Regions from separate parts of the Zea mays genome. Here region 2 is linked to region 1. The links are chromatin contacts, called in public Hi-C maps. All regions are on one chromosome and are shown on one strand. The core of a region is the stretch at or near the end of the contact, and the rest is flanking DNA. Distances in the headings are between cores, read along the strand shown.

What was found. A called contact is a pair of places that touch in the nucleus more often than the background predicts.
Region 2: a contact with region 1 is called in a Hi-C map of leaf, with 7 times the contacts expected there. The contact joins the promoter of LOC100285858 here to the promoter of LOC100285568 in region 1. A contact is called at or near these places in 6 of 25 Hi-C or Micro-C datasets (bundle sheath, ear, endosperm and 2 more) and 1 of 3 datasets of contacts at active chromatin or transcription factors (leaf).

The regions. Positions count from the first base shown.
Region 1 is chr2:153,859,166-153,861,998 of Zm-B73-REFERENCE-NAM-5.0, forward strand. LOC100285568 reads right to left here and starts at 1,496. Exons shown (of 13, transcript NM_001158459.2): 1 at 1,402-1,496; 2 at 1,233-1,322; 3 at 1-541. The coding sequence starts at 494.
Region 2 is chr2:154,354,797-154,357,969 of Zm-B73-REFERENCE-NAM-5.0, forward strand. It overlaps LOC100285858 (prenyltransferase/ zinc ion binding protein), which reads left to right and starts at 1,818. Exons shown (of 2, transcript NM_001158748.1): 1 at 1,818-3,173. The coding sequence starts at 2,042.

The DNA of each region.
Region 1 (2,833 bases), core at 246-2,745:
GCATGACTATCTAGGTCGTGGCCCATCTTGACAAGTCCAGAAGCAAAATTACATGCGCGGTTAAATGCCTCGGCGTACGTATCCCATTCGTATTCACCAAGGTGCAGTTTCTCAAACTTCCTACCATCAGAAGATTCCACAAATTCCCTCTTGATTAGCTTCCTCGTGCCAAGACACCTCCGTCGAGAGTATTTTTTGCTGGCCATCTCGAACAGAGCTGACATCGTGGTGGCGCCTTCCCATGGGACTTCAACTAAGGAGGAAAACCTACTGTTTCGCATGGCAAATCCTTCCTCTCCACCCACATTAGCTCGCACCGCCCTCTGCTTTGTTTTCTTGCCAAACATCATGGAAAGCAAGACGGGAGTAACTACAGCAAGAAGCAGAGCGACGACAACTCCATTTACACCATACTCTTTCAACAGCGGTACGTCACTTGTTGCGATTCTTTTTAGAAAGGACAGGTTGGAATTGTCATCACTAACTTCTCCCATGGTTTTCTACTATGTCTGGAGCATCGGACGTAACTTGACAAACTTGGCTGCATAAAAGTAGCCACGGGGTTATGCGTGTTGGCGTGTTATAAAAGTAACAAATCTGATGCGCTTGAATTTGTACATAACAACATTGAGTGAGTGCAACGCAGGTGATGATCCATGATGATAGAATATTTGCCATGGGTACCACACCACTAGGCAGCATAATGGAATGGAAAAAAGGCAACATTCTAGCTACGGCAAGAATCTAACAACAGTAGGGTGTTACCAATGAGCTCAGCATCTGAGCGGACAGATTCAGAGTTTGCTCTACGTCAAAGCAAGAACCTTCCAAAGCTCAGTAATATAAAAGGTACGACGATCATGACAAACAGGGCAGAGCAAAATGATGTTAGAAAGCCGCAGCTTGCTTTTTTACTTTAGGTGAGGCAATGAAGCTGCCCAGGGCATCATAACGGACAGGGGGTCAGGGTCTCAGGGAGTCACAACGCCACAAGTGATAGCAGTGAGACTAGAGGCACTTGTCACGTCAATAGACCTAAATTTGAACAGACTTTAACAGTAACAGAGTTAGTGCTGTGAGGCCGGTCTCTGGGGACGACGGTAACAGACGGGACGGGGCTCTCTCACCCACTCCCACCGTCCCACGGAGGAGGGGGAGGGGGTTGGGGAAGAAGAGTTGCCAAAGCAGAAGACGCCGCAGAACAGGACAAGCTAAAGCGCGGGATCTCTTACCGGGAAGGAGGGGGGCAGCAGAAACGGCTCCGACTACTCCGCGACGACGCCTCGTGGTCGTGGCTGTGTTGTCCGGCTCGGCTCTGCGGGCTAGATGGGACCAGATCAGCGCAGAGGCGGGGAAGCATGGAGGGGGGCGAAGGGCCGGAGGGGCAGATCATGGCCTCACCTACGCCTCGCCGAGGAGGAGGGGATCGGTCGCCGGATCTGAGGTGGCGACGTCGTGAGCCGGTGAGGAGGCGTGTGAGGGTCTGAGTCCGTGTCGAATCGCGCAGGAAGAAGCAGCCTGGAATGGAATAGAGGTACTGGTTCCATTGGTTCTTGTTGTCGTGCCCCCTGACTCATGTGCCCACGTGTCGTACCGTACCATACGCGGCAGGGCAACTGTTTAGTGGAAACTGCAAGGGACGAAAGAGAAGCGCCTCACGTCCAATAGATCGGGCACCTGGGCCCATGAAATATACTCCCTCCATTTTTTATATTTATCGCGCTCAGTTCCAAACTAGCAAGGTGATCATACTAACAGAAAGACAAATCTAAAAAGATATTAAAGTGAATACATATTAAGAACTATGACAAAAATTGATAAGGATAACAAGATGGCACAAAAAATTGTGAATCGTGACAGCGTATTTCCACTTACTAATATTATTGTGAGCTAAAGTAACAATAGAATAACTATTTTTGTTTAGTTAAGGTCCTTTAGATTATCCCTTGTAACTTTACATAAATTATACATTTTCTGTCACAGTAGCAACATTATACATGCGATTTTGTCTCAAAGCTGGTAGGATAGTTATATATGCTAATAGTCGGGTAAACAAAAGAATTTGACAGAATATTGTCTGTCATTTAGTTTTCGTCACAATAATTAGTTTTATAATTAGACTATATTTAACACATGTAGTTGACATTCAAATGTTCGATGTGATGCATACTAAATTTTAGTCAGGAAATCAAGCACTCTAGTCGAACCGATCAAACCTGCACCAGCTCCACCAACATTACACACCATACGCATCATTAGGGTTATAATCGAATCAAATACGGACGAATATTTCTCATACCATTTTTGTTTCAGTTTTACTCTTTAGATTTGGATCAGGTATAAATATTATTAAGTTATGTCGGATAAGATTTGAATGAATATCGAGACCTTAAATATCTGAATTTGAATGTATGGATACAAATATAAATCAGTTACTAAATAACAGGACTCGAATATGAATAGGATCTTAGCCCCTTTAGATGGATCAGATTTAGATACATATATATAATATTCGTATCATTTATATTCCTATGTAGCATGACAGCCAATGACAACATGTCAATAAAAAAGTAAAATAAGAGAATTAATTAAAATTTTAAAATATAAAGAAATCAAAGAAAACAAAAAAAGGAAAGAAAGAGAAAATAAAGAAAAAAAACGTCGTCTACATGATTGAAGGCAGAGAAGAAAGAAAGTAAAGAAAATAAAGGAAACGAGGACAGAAAGGAAAGACAGAAAATAAAGGAAAGAAAGAGAAAATAAATAAAGAAAGAAATTGTCGTGTCTATGTATGTGATGCTTGTGGGGTGGGAGGGTGGGATGAGTGATGATC
Region 2 (3,173 bases), core at 568-3,067, 500 kb after region 1:
GTTCGGTGAGGTCGTTGCGCGGTTTGGTTGCAACGACCCGCGAGATCCGCGGTGAGCCGGAGGCGGTGACTACTGCTTCTGTTCGAGATCGAGCGGGGAGGGGAAATATTCTAACGAGTGGGTTCTAGGTGGCGGTGGAACAGCCGAGAGCGTGGGCGTGGTTTGGGGCGCTATCGAGGAGGCCCCACCAGCCAGCGACCCAGAAAAGGATGTGGGCACGCAACGTGTTGATCTGGGCATTGGGGCCCACTGAGTAGTGTTCCATAGCTGGCGCCCTGAGGCACTGACCACAGGGGTCCACCCACCATTGCCCCCCCTCCCCGCGCGAGCCAGCAGGTCCGAGCGAGGTAAGCGGGCAGAGGGAATTTGGGGCGGCTGAGGGTTTGAGCCCAATACGGGTACATTCTCTTTTCTTTTTCTTTTATTTTCCTTTTTATTTTCTTTTGATTTCTTTCCAAATCAAATTTCCTTTCAAATTTAAATTTGATACTGTGGCAAATTTGTCTTCAAATTACATTACACATTTAAGGTACTAACTCTGCAAATATATTTCTAGGTATATTTTATGTAAGTCTCTTATTCCTCTATTTCTTTTCTTACTTCTCTTTTATCTCTAATTTTATTTCCAAATCCTATAATTGAATGTGAATTAAATCCTTAATTCTCATTATTAATGTGCCCTTAGTAATATTATCAGTATTATTAAATGTACAAGCAACCAAAACTCCAACACGAGACATGATTTATTTTAGTGGTCTTAATCATTTGTTCTCTCATATGTGGTTATTACCATGTGATGATGAGTATGAGGCAATACATAGGTTGAGATGTACTATCTTATTTTTATCTACAAATTGGGTGTTACAGTGTAGCCCCAGGTGCATTTCTAAGGGGTCCGATTAGATCGAGCCCCAGACCACGAATGACCAGGTGACGAGGATTGTTTGGAGCGCATGCGGGCAGGTGGGTTTGTTGTGTGTAATATTGCCACCCTTCACGTGTTCGCACCACCTGGTGTGTGTGGTAGGCCAATAGAAGCCATGTCGGAAGGTGTTTCCCACGAGATGGGGCGACATGGTGTCCATAGGTCCCGCTATGGATGTCCTCTAGGAGTTGCCTCCCATGTTCGATCGAGATGCAACGTTGCTTTATTCCAATGTCCCTTTTTGTACAGGTCTTCCCCAATTAGGACAAAGGACATGGCTGATCGATGGAGCCTTCACTCCTCCGTTTCGTCCTCGGGAAGTGAGCCATTAGACAAGAAGTTATGGTACGGTATTCTCCATTCGCATACGGGACCTGTTGGGGGTCTGCACCTTCTACGACAACGACAGACTTGTGGGCTAGAGGGACCATGCCTGAGGGTTGCCTGACCTCTCGACAAGTTTCGCCATAACGAACGCTTGGTTCGAAGAGGTCGTTAGCGAAAACTGCTGGTAGGACGGTCATTCGTCCCGACGACATCTTCACAAGGGCGTTCACCACTTTATTATCCCATGCACCCCTTCACTTGTATATAAATGTAATTACTCCTTAGAATAACAGACAACAATCACTTCTCCCAAACTCGTTTTCCACTTATTCATAACATGTTATCTACACGTGCTCGTAAGAAATATTGTAATATGTACATGTGTGACCAATCTAAGAGGTACGGTAGTTATTCCTAAGAAACACATCCTTAAGATACACCTCTTCATTTATATATAAATATAATTAATCTCTGGAATAAGACAAGAGTCACTTTCTCCCAAACTGGTTTTCCACCTATTATTCATAATAGACCGCTCGCCGGCCATGCCCGTTTACCTGGGAGGTGTTTGTGTTCTGCTCCCCACGACTCCCCAGTCCCCATCCAGACAAGGGAAGGGAATACAGGCCTGCTCCGCCCTGCCTCCCCTCTCCTCTTCTTCTCTCCCCGCGCCCAACACCACGCCGGCCTCGATCCAGGCTGCCGCAGCCCGCAGGTGTCCTGGACGCCGCCCTTCCCGTCCGCCGGCGGTTGATTCCTTCTCTCCTTCCTCAGGTACGTTCGATTCGGATGAGCCCCGGCCCCTTCTTTGGATGCGCTGTGCATTTCTTTGTTGCGAGCTTTCAAATCCCCCGCCTACAATATCCCCGAAAGAAAAAAAATGTTTCTGTTTCGTCTGAAACAATAACAGTTGCAGAGATCGAGCGGCAGATGTATATTTCATCGGAAAAACTTGAGAACGCCGCTGAGCTGCTCGGCACGGCGCCTTCCCGTGTGCAGGTTCCTGGCCTGATCACAAAGCAGGCGGCGACGGCGCGGATGGAGCTCCCGGTGGCGGAGCCCGGCACGGAGCGAGGCGAGGGCCCGCTGATCCAGTGCCCGTACTGCGACTCGGAGGCGATGCACAAGCTAGCGCAGATCCTGCTACCGGGGCTCGCCGCCGTGTGCGTGGACGGCACGACGGGGGACCCGTTCCACAGCCCGTCGGTGGTGGCCGTGGACCTGCGCAGGGAGATGGTGGACTACATCACGCAGCGGAGCGAGAGCTTCATCGCGGACGCGCTGATCGAGTCGGAGGCCAATCAGGAGGGGCCCGACGCGGCGGTCCCCGACGACCCGTTCGAGGCCGTGTCCGTGTTCATGGACGACTTCGGCAGCACGAAGCGCAACATCATCGGCCACGTCTCCGGGTGGCTGCTGAGCGACAGCCGCGACGACAAGATCGACGACTTGGTGCAGGAGATGGAGGCGACCCGGTTCTGGCCGCTGGAGCGGCGGGAGGCCGTCGCCGAGACGCTGCTCAAGAACGTGGACCTCAGGACCCGGTTCCACTGCCCCGAGAAGTACGAGAGCGAGGCGCGCCTGGCGGACCACAAGCAGCAGTGCAGCTTCCGCCCCGTCGCCTGCCCCAACGACGGATGCCGCGCCAGGGTCTCCGTCCGCTGCGCGCGGGACCACGACGCCGCCTGCCCGTACAAGCCGCTCCAGTGCGAGCAGGGCTGCGAGAAGCGGCTGCTCAGGCGCGACATGGACAGGCACTGCGTCACCGTCTGCCCCATGAGGCCCATGAAGTGCCCCTTCGGATGCGACTCCTCCTTCCCCGACCGTGACCTCGAGAAGCACTGCGCCCAGTTCCTTCGGCCGCATTTGATCAAGGTGCTCAAGGCGATTCATAAGAAGGCGCGTTCGGAAGATGAGCTCA